2 separate regions of the Sus scrofa genome follow, and region 1 is linked to region 2. The links are chromatin contacts, called in public Hi-C maps. All regions are on one chromosome and are shown on one strand. Each heading gives the region's core, a stretch centred on a gene start, on an enhancer-like site or on the middle of the called end of the contact. The rest is flanking DNA. Distances are from core to core; before and after follow the strand shown. Region 1 holds the start of MRPS26 (28S ribosomal protein S26, mitochondrial). Region 2 holds the start of UBOX5 (RING finger protein 37).

Region 1 (6,543 bases), core at 3,333-5,832, 110 kb after region 2:
AGTGGTAACGAACCTGACTAGTATCCATGAGGACTCGGGTTCAGTCCTTAGCCTTGCTCAGTGGGTTGAGGATCCGGTGTTGTTGTGAGCTGTGGTGTAGGTTGCAGACGAAGCTCAGATCTAGTGTTGCTGTGGTTGTGGCACAGGCCAGCAGCTCCGATTTGACCCCTGGCCTGAACTTCCACGTGCCTCAGGTGCAACCTCAGAAAGACAACAACAGGAGTTCCCGTCGTGGCGCAGTGGTTAACGAATCCGACTAGGAACCATGAGGTTGCGGGTTCGGTCCCTGCCCTTGCTCAGTGGGTTGATGATCCGGCGTTGCCGTGAGCTGCGGTGTAGGTTGCAGACGCGGCTTGGATCCCGCGTTGCTGTGGCTCTGGCGTAGGCCGGTGGCTACAGCTCCGATTGGACCCCTAGCCTGGGAACCTCCATATGCCGCGGGAGTGGCCCAAAGAAATAGCAAAAAAAAAAAAACAAAAAAAAAAAAAAAAAAAAAAAAAAAAAAAAGAAAGACAACAACAAAAAAGACCCTGGGGAGTTCCTGATGTGGCACAATGGGATTGGCAGTCTCTATAGCACCAGGACACAGGTATGATCCCTGGCCTGGAACAGTGGGTTAAAGGATCCTGGAGTTCCTGTCGTGGCTCAGCGGAAACCAACCTGACTAGCATCCATGAGGATGCAGGTTCGATTCCTGGCCTTGCTCAGTGGGTTAAGGCTCCTGCGTTACCAGGAGCTGTGGTGTAGGTTGTAGACGTGGCTTGGATCTGTCATTGCTGTGACGGTGGTCTAGGCCAGTGGCTACACTCCAATTCGATTCCTAACCTGGGAACCTCCACATGCCATGGGTGTAGCCCTAAAAATAAAAATAAAAAAAAAAAAAAAAAAAAAAGGATCCAGCATTGTTGCAGGTGTGGCATAGGTTGCAACTATGGCTCAGATCTGATCCCTGGGTTGGGAACTCCACATGCTGCGAGGTTCCCTGGTGTTTCTGAGCAAGACTGCCCATCAGGTTAACCATCAGGATTCTACCAGAGATTAGGCATTCTTCCGTGGGGCACTACATAACTGCAACCTGGACTGGGTGTGATCTGATAGTTTACCTGTGCACCCAGCAATCTACCAGATGCAGGTACAAAGGGGACTGGGCTTGAGTTAATGCTGAAGGTACTAGTAAACTGACTATTTGTGCCTGAACCAGTAAGATGGCTATGGATGGACAACAAAAATGTTGAAGGTTGGTTTACAGGTGGCTCTGCATGATATACTGGCATCAGCAGTGAATGCTAAGGAGTTATAGCCCCATGCAGGGCACTAGTGAAGGAAAAACTAGTTTCAAGAAGGTATGACACTGGTCTCCTGTACCTGAGGACAGACACCTTGTCTGCTTCCTGACAGAGAGGCAGGGACTTGGCAAGAATAAAACTTGTCTTTCCAAAACAAGCCCCATGTCCCATGTGAAAGCTCACGCAAGGCTTCCATTCCACTGCAGGGTACCACCAGATGGCTCACTCCTCACAACAAACCACAATGTGTGCCTACTGGCTTTCACCCCAGAAATTATGCTGAGCACCTGAAATCCAGGACTCCACTGAGCTACACCTGGGCTCAGTGCCAGGGAAGTTATTACCAGCCTGAGGAGGGAGGCCACTGCTCTCAGGGTGCAGGGCTTGGGGAATGGGTCCCAGGCACTATGATAAACACTGGCCCTTTGCTTTTGCACCTCTATTACCTGCTTCCCTGCTTGAATGTGAGGGACCGTCCGCATGTATTCCCTAAAGGGTTTTCATTCTTGAGGGTCTAAGACCCCATCCACAACATGGGAATTAGGGAAAGAAACTAGATTGTTTTTCCCTCTGGTGTTATCTGGCCAAGTTCCAGTGAATGATGGCAAAGAGACATTAAGCTCTGGCTCAGAGAAACATTTCTCTTCCTGATCCTAGATGTTCCTTGAGGGCCTGCATCTGAATCAGGGCCATGGAGCTGAGCTTTAATCACAAGTACTTCTAGTATCCATAGAGTTTGCTCCAAGTGCTTAAGTCACACTGACCTTATCAAGGTGAACCAAGACCCTGCCATCACCAGGCTGGTGTGTGGTCTAAAACGGCACTGCCAGGGTAAATGCAGTCACTGAAGTCAAAGGTGGAGAGACCACCAGAAAAATGGGATCTTCTTGCCTGTGTGTCCTGGGCACATAAGACCTTGGCCCGTAAAACCCAGGGTCAAGCAGAAACAGCACTTCGGCCAATGGTTACTTTGTGCCTGTTACCTGCTCCCAGTTGAAGCCTGAGAGCCCTAGATCAAGGTGTCAGCAAACTTCTCTAAGAAGTCATATAACAGTATTTTAGACTTTGCAAGTCACATGATCTCTGCTATAACTACTCATCGCTGCCATTGTAGTGTGAAAACAGTCAATGACTAAGTGTAGCTCTGTGCCAATAAACTTTATTTACAAAAAGAAGTAATGGGCCAGATTTGGCCCATGGACTGCAGTTTGCCAACCACTGTCCTTGATGATACTCAGGAGATGACCTGGCTGCCTAAGGGGACTATGGCCTAACCTGCTCCTCTGTAAGATGGAAACTTCTAAGGTCTGGTGCTTGGCTGAGAATCATACATGGGTATGGAACAGGGCACTGTGTGAGGGAATTTCTAACCAATTGGTGGGTGTTAAGGCCCAAAGTGAGGGCTGCAGTGGAATCCGTAGAGCCTCCTCCTTCATAAGAAACACCAACTGCTTTATTCCAGATCAGGTACGACACTCCAATCCCTCCGCCCCTCAACACACAATGGTTCCTGGGTGGGCACTGTCCTTATTGGGTCCTTATGAGCCCTTTTGCTGGGGCCTGACAACCAGCCCCTCTCTGGTGATGGCCCAGTTGTAGCTCTTTGGGGAGTCCAATGCTTCTTCCACCCGTGCCTCCAGGTTCTCTCGAGTGATGAAGGTTTTTGCCTCCTCCTATTGGAAGAGAGAAAGACAGCTGAATGGGAGCTCCCAGCACACACCTGCTGGCTTTAGCCCACTGAAGGCGGGGCTCCAGCTCCCCTGTGGGAAAGGTGTTTGGTCCAGGTCCTTTGAATGCCCCACTGACTTTCGAGTGAAGAACATCAGGCAGCTTGGCCACATTCAGCTTTCTTAGATAACCATGCCTTGGAGACTGCCCAAAACCCAGGTACACCAGCTGTGACAATCCACTGGGTGGAATCAGTCCCTCAGTGCTGCCTGGGTCTCTCAATTTCTCTCAAACTGACCTTCTCCCTCTATAATTTAAATCTCATCCATTCCTGCTAGGTCATTTCTTTTTTGTTTTTTTGGGGCTGCACCTGAGGTATATGGAGGTCCCCAGGCTAGGGGTCAAAGCGGAGCTGTAGCTGCCAGCTTACACCACAGCCACAGCAATGCTGGATCCGAGCCGCATCTTCGACCTACACCACATCTCACGGCAACCCCGGATCCTTAACCCACCGAGCAGGGCCAGGGATCGAACCCATCCTCATGGATACTAGTTGGGTTCATTAACTACTGAGCCACAACGGGAACTCCACACTGGATTACTTCTAACTGGTCTCCCTGCTCTTAAGTCCCACATGTGACATCCGAGCCCAGAACGTTTAATCCCTCAGTGACTTTTTTACCCTTATGGCAAAAAACAAACTTCTTAGGGAACAATGCAATGTCAACTCTCACCTTCGGGTTTCTGTGTCTGACAGACACTCACCCTGCCCTGCTTCTCTCCTAAAGCCTCACCTGCTACTCCCCTCTCAAGACTCAAAGCCACTCTGCACGTAGTTAGAGGCCCCCCCCCCCCAAACCTGCGGAGTTCTTGGCCTGCAGCCCCACCCTCGGGAGACGGGACCCACCTGCAGTTGCAGCACTTCCTGCTCCTTGAGCTGCGCCCAGGCCTGCGCCTCTCGGGCCTGCAGGACAGCCTCCTCGGCCTGCCGCCGCTCCTGCTCGAGGGCCTCCTGCCGCAGCCTGGCCAGCCTGGGAGGGGTGAGAAGCCGAGGCTGAGCGGGGCTGGGGGGGAGTCTCCTGACAGGCCAGGCGGCCCCGCCCCGCCCCACTCACCGCAGCTCGTGCAACCGCTGGTTCTCCGCCTGGTTCCAAGCCATCAGCTCGCGATGCTCAGCCGCGTCCTCCTGCGCCTTGCGCTCTGCCTGGACCCCGGCCCGGGCCTCATGCAGCTTCTTGCGCACCTCGGACATGAACTCCAGCCTGGGCGGAGACGCGCCCAAAATTGGCACTCTCTTCGCCCGCCCGCTCGCTCGCCCGCCCCAACACACACGCCGGACAGCGACGACGGCCGCCGCCCCCTCCGTCGCACACACCTGAGCGCGCGCACCGTCTGGCGATACTGGCGGTAACGCTCGGTCAGCACGAAGAACTCCGTAGGATCCACCGCGGGCGGAGTCGCCACGCGCCCGGCTTTGGACTTGGCCGGCGGGTCGTGGCGGGTCTTGCGGCCGCGCGTGGGGAGCAGAAGCGGGGCCGGGAGCCGGCCCGCAGGCCGCGCACCCAGGCCGCCCAGCACGCGCAGCATGGCGAGGCCTCCCCGCCTCCGGCGAGCCGCAAGGCTTCATGGGTGCCGGGAAGTGGCGCGCGAAGCACCACGGGACATGTAGTCCGGCGACTCTACCCCCACCCTCAGGAGCCCGCTGACACCTCAGGCTGCTCTCGCCTGCTGTGTCCTCCCTGCTGGGTCCAGTCCCGCCCCATGTCCCCGGCCCGCGTCTCTCCAGCCACACGCGGGAATGGCTGTCAGTAGGGGTGGAAGAGAGGGGACAAACGAAAGAAGATGCAAAAACTCAGGAAACTTCACACCTTTATTGGAGGGCAGCGGGGCGCAGCGGTCGTGGTCGGGTCTGTGGGAGGAAGGGGCGGTCATTCCACTGGACGCTCTGGTCATCTGACCGCGGAGCTGAGGCCTTGCCCACGCCCTCCTTTCCTTCCCGTCCCGACTAGGCCCAGCTGCGTGGGATCGGCCGCCGGCCGGCGGGTGTTCCCCACTCCCACTTCTTGCGGATGCACTGTTGCCTCCTAGAGGACACAGCGTGCAGGTTCTCCAGCTTCGTAGGCGTGGAGGTGTAGCTCACCTTAAACCTGAGCTCCTACCAGCTTATATTTGGGGATAAGGTTTTGCCTGCCTTACAGGAATTTATCTTTCTCCTTTAGTTAAGATGCTCCCAAGGGGCACTTTAAAATACAATTTGCAAGACAGTAATAAACCACCTCCCTACACTTGTTTTTCGCTATTGGCCTTGGGGAGCTCTTGAGTCATTCCTAGTGCAGCTATCAGTAACCAGCTGGTTTTCAGGGCCCTACAGCTAAGTGTAAGGTCGCACCCCTCACTTTCCACTGGCTGCCGGCCTGCGCACCTGGAGACACAGTGGTTTCTCCAGACTGTCAAGAAGTCTGGGGAACCTCATTACTGCCACTGTCTTATTTATGGAGGTTTTTAGTAGTTACCTCCTACTCCACTAGTAACTCATTTGCTTTAATCTAACATATTATCTCATCATAAACTGTCTAGATTTGGGGGTACTGAATAGCACGTGGCACCAATAGCTGGGCCAAGGGATATCTCAGTGGTATCTTGTTCCTTCCATCCCCAACCCCTCCCTGGCCAGTGCTGGGGGCCTTGCGCCCTACTTACCAGCAGTTTCTGCACCAGGTGCTGCTTCCCACGGAGAAGCCACTGGACCATGGTCTTGCCCTCCCAGGGTACAGTGTCCTCAGGGGGAGCCAGGGCATTGCTTGGGAGGCTATGAGCAATTTGGCCTGGGCTGCCTGCTGCAGTGCCCAGAACCCTTCCTTAGAAGGCTGCAGCCTAACCCCCTCAGCACCCCCTCCCCCCGCGTGTGTGCCAAGGTTCAAGGTAGGCAAAGGAGCCCCAGCCAGCACCTTCTTCTTCCCACTTGAGATCCTTCAACCCACCTGGGAGCCAAGGAGCATGCTGGGGTTCCTGGGATGAGCTGGAGGCTCGCTTTCCTCCAGGGTACCAGCCATGGGACCAGTGCTGAGCCTTTGAGGATCCAGGATGTGTGGTCAGCAGCAGCAGCAGCAGCAGGAGGCCTAGCCCAAAGCTGGCCATGGCAGGGCTGCCCCCCTGGACAGTGGACAGCGCTCAAGGAGTCTGACACCCCCATACACACCCCCTTCATCTTCCTCCAAGGTCCCTTTGGACAACTGGCACTTCGGGGGCAGCTTTAGCATTTCCTAATGTCCTCCCTTCTGCTATTGCTCCTCATCCCAGACTACAGGGGTCCAGACCCTCGAGGTCTCCTGGGAAAGAGACTCCTCCCAGCTTTGCCAGCAGAGGGCCCTCCCCAGGAGGTCAGGCCCACCTTTTCTCCCTTCAGGGATTCCAGGAGAGAGAAGTAGGGAGAGGGGGAACAGACTCTGGTCAGGGGAGTTCTCCAAGAGACATGCAGCAATGTAGGGGTACTTGGGCACCCTGTGCTGGGGACCTGATTGACAGACCCCTTGCCCCTTTTGTCTGTGGGTTTCATGGCAATTAGGGATGTGGAATGCATGTGTGGTGG
Region 2 (6,915 bases), core at 2,131-4,630:
GGCTCAGGCCTCAGAGCCTGGCCTGGTCCTGAGTGTGTGTCCATTTGTGCGTGTTGGAGGAGGGAAGGGCAGGGACTGGAGGCTCAGTGCCCAGGGAAGCTCTGCCCTCCTCTTCTTGGGAAGGGTCACCTGGAGGCTTCTTAGCTCTACCCTGCCCCTTCTGGCCAGGATCCCACAGGACAACAGTCCCATCTGCTTGGCTGACCCCATACCCCGGACCACTGTCCAGCTCTAACTACAGCTATTAAGTGCTACCTGCCTCTCAGGCACTCCCCTCACCCAGTTTCTGAGGTCATATGAGTGTCTGTGATGTCTTCCTGTGTCTTCCCCCACTTGATTCCCTCAGCCTCCTTCTGCTTTCATGCTCAGCCTCCTGCTTTCATGCTCTGAACATCGTTGTCCTAGGCCACCGCTTCCCCCAAACCTCACCTTTTCTTCCAGTAGAAAACTCTGCTTGATCTTTGGTGCACTGCCCACTTCCACACTCCACTGGGCCCAAGCCTGAGCCTGTGGCCCTTGTTTTGGGGGACAGGGGTGGCTATGATTGCTCTTGAAGAGCAAGGCTGAATGGAGAGGAACACTGACTCCTGGGTCCCAGGGGCCTGAGGTAGCCCGGGGTTTGCCCAGAGTAGGCCTGGCATAGCCGTCAGTGGGGGTGGGGGCAGCCAATGTCACTTCCTCCTCTCGGGGCCCTCTGAGAGTCTATCTCCCCAAGATAAGAAGGGAAAGGCAAATTTCTAACACACCAGCAATAAAAATCGGAGGAGGCTTGGCCCTCAGCCCTGGTATTTCTCTCTTTTCACTCTCTCCCTCCCACCCCCAAGACTGGGTTTGTGGGGCAGGGTGGAGGGAGCTGGCAACTACTGTGAGCAACCCCCGACCCCTGACCAGCCTCCTCCCATGACTGGTGACTGTTTAACCAGCTGTGCATCCCCCACAAAAACAGGAGTGCCCCTCTGCGTGGCCTCTGTCCTTCTGCACAGCCCCTTCCGGTGGCCCTCCCCAGATCTCTGAGCTGGGTGAGGGGCTGTCCTGGCAATCACTGCCCATTCCACTCACCCTTCACTACACCTGCCCCAGAACCTGGGCCTGGGCCAGAGGGGCAGGGGGAAGAGAAGGCATTAGTAGGAAAAAAAAAAAAAAATAGAAAAAAAAATATGAACAGACTCAGCTTTGGGACTTCCAACCACAAAAGAAATTATATATAAATATATAAAAATATATATCTCTACCATATGTGATGGAAAGACTTCGTTTTCTTTTCCCAAAGAAATAAAATGGAGAAAGCCTCTTGAGTGGCTTTTTTTTTTTTTTTTTTTTTGGCTTGCTTGTGCCTTTGCTGGTGTGAAGGTGAGGCTGGGTGAGGGAGGTGTGGAGGGCAAAGCTGGAGTAAACATTTTCCAGAGGAGGCATGAGACTGGAGGTGCTTACTGGGCCGTGCCTGGAGGTTGGCCCAAAGCCCAAGCTCCTCCCTGTGGCTAGGAGGAGTAGTGGTTCCACGTTCCTGCCTGACAGGGCTTTCTCTTCAGGTCTGCCTGTCGCCAAAAGGGTCTCCAACTAGTTCCTGCTCAGAATCTGTTGGGAGTTCCCCTCGCGGTTCAGTGGAAACGAGTCCGACTAGGAACCATGAGGTTGCTGGTTCAATCCCTGGCCTCACTCAGCAGGTTAAGGATCCCGCGTTGCCTTGAGCTGTGGTGTAGGTGCAGACGCGGCTCAGATCTTGTGTTGCTGTGGCTGTGGTGTAGGCCAGCAGCTGCAGCTCCCCTTAGGCCCCTAGCCTGGGAATCTCCATATGCTGCAAGTATGGCCTAAAAAGGCCAAAAAAAAAAAAATACATATATATATATAAAACTGGATACCAGGCTGTTGGCCAGAAGGCAGGGGAGGCTACAGAACCAGATGCAGCCTGCAGCATCCTGAGCCACCCTACAGTGATGAGCTGAAGTCTGAGGGCAGAACACAGACGTGAAATGTTTGTAATTAGCAGTAAGAACCAATTTGTAATTAGTGGTGAGGCCCCAAAGGCAGAAGGGACCCAAGTGTGCTTCAAGGAGGGAGCAGATTTTTATGATCATTCCTTTGCTCATCCTCATGAAGCTCCCCAAGCAAGAATGTACTCTGCTACAAGTAATGCAGCCTGAGTTACAGGACCTCAAAGAGTGGTTTATTCATCCTCACCTGATAAAAAGTCTGAACATAGGCATCAATAGTGTCACAGGGCTTGGTTCATTAAGGACCTAGACTTCTTGCCTTCCTACACTATCTGTGGCACATTGTTCCCTCTTTACCACAAGGCGGCAGCCACAGCTCTGTGAAGTGAATGAGGCAGCAGCACTGTATCATGAAAGTAAAACCTTTCCCAGAAGTTCCACAGCACCGTTCCCTTTAAATTTTGTGGGCTAGAGCTGAGTCATAGGCTCTTCCCACTTCAAGGGAGGCTGGGAAATTGAGTATTTGGCAAAGACGATCAGGATTGTTATGGCTGCCTAGGAGCAATTACGGTTCATCTCATCTCCTGGGCGCTCTGGGTTCTGACGGCAAGGACAGAGTCATAAATCGGCAACTCCCAGTGTTTGCCCTGGTCTGGCCCAAGTGAGAGAACCCTCTCCAAGCAGCGGTGTCCCAAACAGTGTCCTCCACAGAGCTTAGGTATTGAGATGCCAAGCTTGCCCCTCCTTGCAAGGAAGTGTCCTTCCTACAATTGATTTTGTCTCCCCATCAAGATGGTTCCCTGGAGGAAGCACCATTTCTCAGGTTCCCTCAGGATGGGCGGACCAGCAGCCAAGGCACAGACAAGGTGTGACCACCCTGATCAGCAGTCTCCAGTGCGCCTAGGAACGGCTGTCTGGGGTCAAGTCCTCCTGGAAAGTCTCGAGTGTCTCTTCCTTGCCTAGCTGTCCATACCCACTCAGGAGGAAAGAAGGCCCCCGCCCCCGCCCCCGCCTTCTTGGGGAGGTGGAAGATCACCTGGGTTCATCTGTCAAAGCTCTGGCCTCCTTATTCAGCTCCTCACATCCATTTCCCCTAACAGGGTAATCTTCTATCCATCACTAACTCTCCTCCTGAGAGCACTTTGTAGATACATCTCTATTATAAATGCATGATTACCTCATTATACAGATGAGAAACTTGGCTTAGAGGATTTACGTGACTTCCCCAAAGCCATAAAACTCTCAGTAGCGATCTGAGATTCGAACCTGTGTTTAGGCTATTCGGTAACTTCCAGAGCGGTCCATCCACGGTGGTGTTTCCTCTCCTCAGGTCTTGGATTCCCCTTGTCTCTTCAGCAACGTCCTTCCGCAGAATCTCTGGGAGACGCTAGGGAACGTCCCTGGGAAACGCTGAAAGAGTTTTGAGCCTTGGCCGCACCCGTCGCTCACGTAGCGGCCGGAAGTAGCGGGCATTTGGCCGGAAGTGGAGCTGTGAGGCCCAGGTGTAGCCGAAGAAGTGGCCGCGGAGCCGCCGTCTGCGGGAGTGGGGTCTGGTGTTGCAGCGCCGGCGCTTGCCAGGCTCAGGTGAGTGGCGGCGGCCGGGGAGGAGGTCGTAGCGGCGCTCTCTGCCGACGTGGGCCTTGGCCAGCGCCTCTCGGCACCGGGCGTGCGCGGAGGCCGGGCGCGGTGCTTCCCGGCCCAGGCTGTCGCAGGCCCGGCTTTAGGGAGAACATCGGCGACCCGGAGTCCTGTGACCTTGCCCAAACGTCTTACCAGAACCTCGATTTTTTTTCCCGCTATGAGACGGAGGTAATGGCAGTACTCGCCCCCCTGGTCTGTTGTGAGAATGTAGTGAGATGCTCAGCGGCTCCTCTTACTATACTTCATATGCATGCGCATCACCTGGGGATCTGAAGATTTTGATTTTGTATGTAAATCTGAGATGAGGCCTGCGATTCTGCGTTTCTCACCAGCTTCCAGGTGAGGCTGAGGCCACTGCTCCGCAGCCCGCGCTTTGAGCAGCAAAGGCCCCGCGATATTCGCTTAGTACCTGCGACAGGTTGAGTCTTAAATAAATATCAATACAGTGTATGCACTTAAACCCATTTTTTAACAGTTTCTGATTGCACAAGCCTAAGGGTGGTATTTTTAGCCCTCTTCCTTTTTTTCTTTCTAGGGATAAGAAAAACAACTGTCTTTTCTCCTTCCATACAAATCATGACACAGCTCTTCTGTCCTGACTCATGGAGCTTGGGGCCCTCTTCATACCAGTTATGTTCATGGGCTTCCTCAGGTGATGCTTCACTGCCCACTCACTTGGACTGTGGAGCTGGAGCCCAGCGCTTTAGCACCAGCATGGCTAATGTTTTGTGTTTTAGTAATTTGCTGCTGGAATCTGAACTCATGTTTTCTGCACTTTGCTCACACTTTGTGAATGATAAGAACAGTCACTTTTCCAGAACGAGGTTCTGTGACTCCCTAATGTGAATGGCCTTGGGCAAGCCTGAGATGAAGCTGCTGCCTGGGAGACCAAAATGAAAATCAGAGACTCTGTGCTGCATAATATATCTGAGGCCTTTGGCAGTTATGCAGATTTAATTTATTTGTCAGTGTGGCTTTCTGCCCCATTCATTGGTTTATTTTTTCTGGTCCCCAACAAGGCTCTGCCATTCATCATGCATATAAGTCAGCTTTGATACCAAGGAATTCTGAATACTATGTGGCCTTGCAAATCTAGGAAAGCAGATACAACCAAATGTTTGGTTATGCTAACAGTGATAGATATTTGGACTGTTAATTTGGAATTTTTTTCACATGATTCTGGGTGCAGATACTTTACCTGTCTGGATTTTGTCAGTCTTCTCATAGTCCCATTTAGATGGGCTGAGAGGACATGAGTGTCTGCTCTCTACCGTTGTACCCAGAAATTTCTAAAAGTAGCGTTTTTTGTTTTATGGCTTCACCTGAAGCATATGGAAGTTCCCAGTCCAGGGACTGAATCCGACCTATGCCACAGCTGGGGCAATGAACCCACTGTGCCAGGCCAGGGATCAAACCCATACTCAGCAGCAGCCCAGGCAGCCGAAGTCAGATTCTTAACCTACTGTGCCACAGCGGAACTCCTACAGATAAGAGTTTTATGAAACCTTTTACGAGCAGTGGCTCTGGAGTTCCCTCTCTGGCGCACTGGGACACAGGTTCCATCCCAGGCCCAGCATAGTGGGTTAAAGTATCTGGTGTTACTGCAGCTATGGCGGAGGTTGCAGCCGTGGCTCAGATCTGATCCCTGGCCTGGGAATTCCATATGCCATGGGGGAGGGGCGGGGGTGGCAAAAAAAAAATAGCAGTGGTTCTAACAGGTTCATCTGTGGGGTCTTCTGAGACTATATCAACCCAGGTCCTTGCCATTCTGATAGAGGGATAGCAGAGTCTTAGAAGGAGTGGGCTATGTAAGCTTAAAAAACAAACAAAAAACCCCACAGATGATTGTAATGTACTCGTTTCTCTCCCCTAAGTGTGGAAACTGGAACGGAAATGGAGAGGATCAGCAGTTAGACTTGATTTTGGTTTGGCTTAGTTGTGTGGGGGGTACTTTCCTTGACCTAAACACCTTTGCACTAGTGCTTTACCTCCCTAGTTGCAGCCGACCCCTCTTTTGTAGGTTGTGCTTAACAGAAGCACAGAAGAGAAGAGTCTAGCCCAGTTAGCATCCTCATTAACAGATGAGGCCCCCCCAGTGTCAGTCTCTAATCCTTCACTGGGGGCTTTAAAGCTTTGTAGCCCCTGGTTACAAAGTTCCTTAACTTTGTAGGAAGTTAGTTTTTTTGCCTTTTTTTTTTTAATTATTGGGGCTGCTCAACACATTCTTTGCTAAGATAGAAATGGAGTTTGAAGCATCCATTTGTTTGTGGCAATTTTATTGGGATTTATCAGTGGGTTAAATTTTTTTTAGCAAAGGAATCAAACCAGAATTAAGGGATGATCTCCAGTAATTGTTAATTGAATATGCTGAGGGTGTCATATACTTTATCTCTAGTTAGTTTGGCTGCCTTCCTCCACCTGGTTCCCCTCTCCTACCTTCTGGACTGTAGTTTAAAATGAAGCTACTCAGCCTTGCTCAGACCTGTACCTGGAAGGTAGGAAGGTAAGATTCCTCACTCTTGTGAAATCACATCATTCAGGGTGGTTTGGGCAGTACCCTTCTAAATAGCCATGGTCCAGTGGTCTCTGAGGCTCCATTCTTGTTCTTTAGGACCCCTAAAGAGGGGATGGGAAGAAGGTATACTTGGGGCACTTAAAATAGGAAAACGGTTTTGTGAGAGGATAACACACCGCTTTGAACCTTTAGAAAAGGCATCAGGAGTTACTGATTTGGCCTCTCATAATGGTCTCTTTTCAGCTTTGTTATGGATTCTCTGGGAGTCCTTAAGTAAGGAGGTACCAACTCTCCTTACCCTCCTGTGTTTTTTCTCCATCTTGACAGCACATCCTCACCTCCCATCATTTGCCATGCATTTTCTCCCCACTCTTTTGCTTTACTGGTTCTCTGTCTTCCTTGAGTTTCTTCCCTTTCCTTCTCCATAGTACTCAATACCTAACTTCTTTTTTTGTTGTTTGCTTTAATTTTATGATCGCACCCACAGCATAGGGAAGTTCTCAGGCTAGGGATTGAATCTAAGTCACAGTTGTGACCCACACCACAACTGTGGCAAGGCTGGATTCCTTTAACCCTGTGCTGGACAGGGGATTGGAACCACACCTCCACAAGGACCCGAGTCACTGCAGTCAGTTTCTTAACCCAGTGGGCCACTGTGGGAGCTCCTTAAGACCTAACTTCTGAAGTGGTTATATCTCATATCTGTAAATGTAGGTATGGTGTCTGTACAGTTATCTTAAAAGTTGTGTGGTGAAAAAGGGAGTAGCTACCTTTTGCCATTTGCATTTTCTGAATGGCTCTAAGATTATTTATTTTATCATTGTTTCT

Evidence for each region. Hi-C and Micro-C count contacts between places; a contact is called where the count stands out from the background.
Region 1: a contact with region 2 is called in a Hi-C map of embryonic fibroblasts, with 2.8 times the contacts expected there. The contact joins the promoter of MRPS26 here to the promoter of UBOX5 in region 2. A contact is called at or near these places in 2 of 5 promoter capture datasets (fetal skeletal muscle and liver), 21 of 47 Hi-C or Micro-C datasets (adipose tissue, alveolar macrophages, blood and 12 more) and 2 of 2 datasets of contacts at active chromatin or transcription factors (alveolar macrophages and skeletal muscle).

The regions. Positions count from the first base shown.
Region 1 is chr17:32,626,852-32,633,394 of Sscrofa11.1, forward strand. MRPS26 (28S ribosomal protein S26, mitochondrial) reads right to left here and starts at 4,583. Exons shown (of 4, transcript XM_001924808.5): 1 at 4,330-4,583; 2 at 4,070-4,216; 3 at 3,862-3,985; 4 at 2,430-2,959. The coding sequence starts at 4,541. The coding sequence ends at 2,825. It overlaps GNRH2 (progonadoliberin-2), which reads right to left. Exons shown (of 3, transcript XM_005672785.3): 1 at 5,936-6,543; 2 at 5,655-5,791; 3 at 4,577-4,863. The coding sequence starts at 6,092. The coding sequence ends at 4,825.
Region 2 is chr17:32,517,232-32,524,146 of Sscrofa11.1, forward strand. It overlaps UBOX5 (RING finger protein 37), which reads left to right and starts at 3,381. Exons shown (of 6, transcript XM_001925847.5): 1 at 3,381-3,515. FASTKD5 (FAST kinase domain-containing protein 5, mitochondrial) reads left to right here and starts at 3,394. Exons shown (of 2, transcript XM_021078352.1): 1 at 3,394-3,515. LZTS3 (leucine zipper putative tumor suppressor 3) reads left to right here. Exons shown (of 4, transcript XM_021078357.1): 4 at 1-1,293.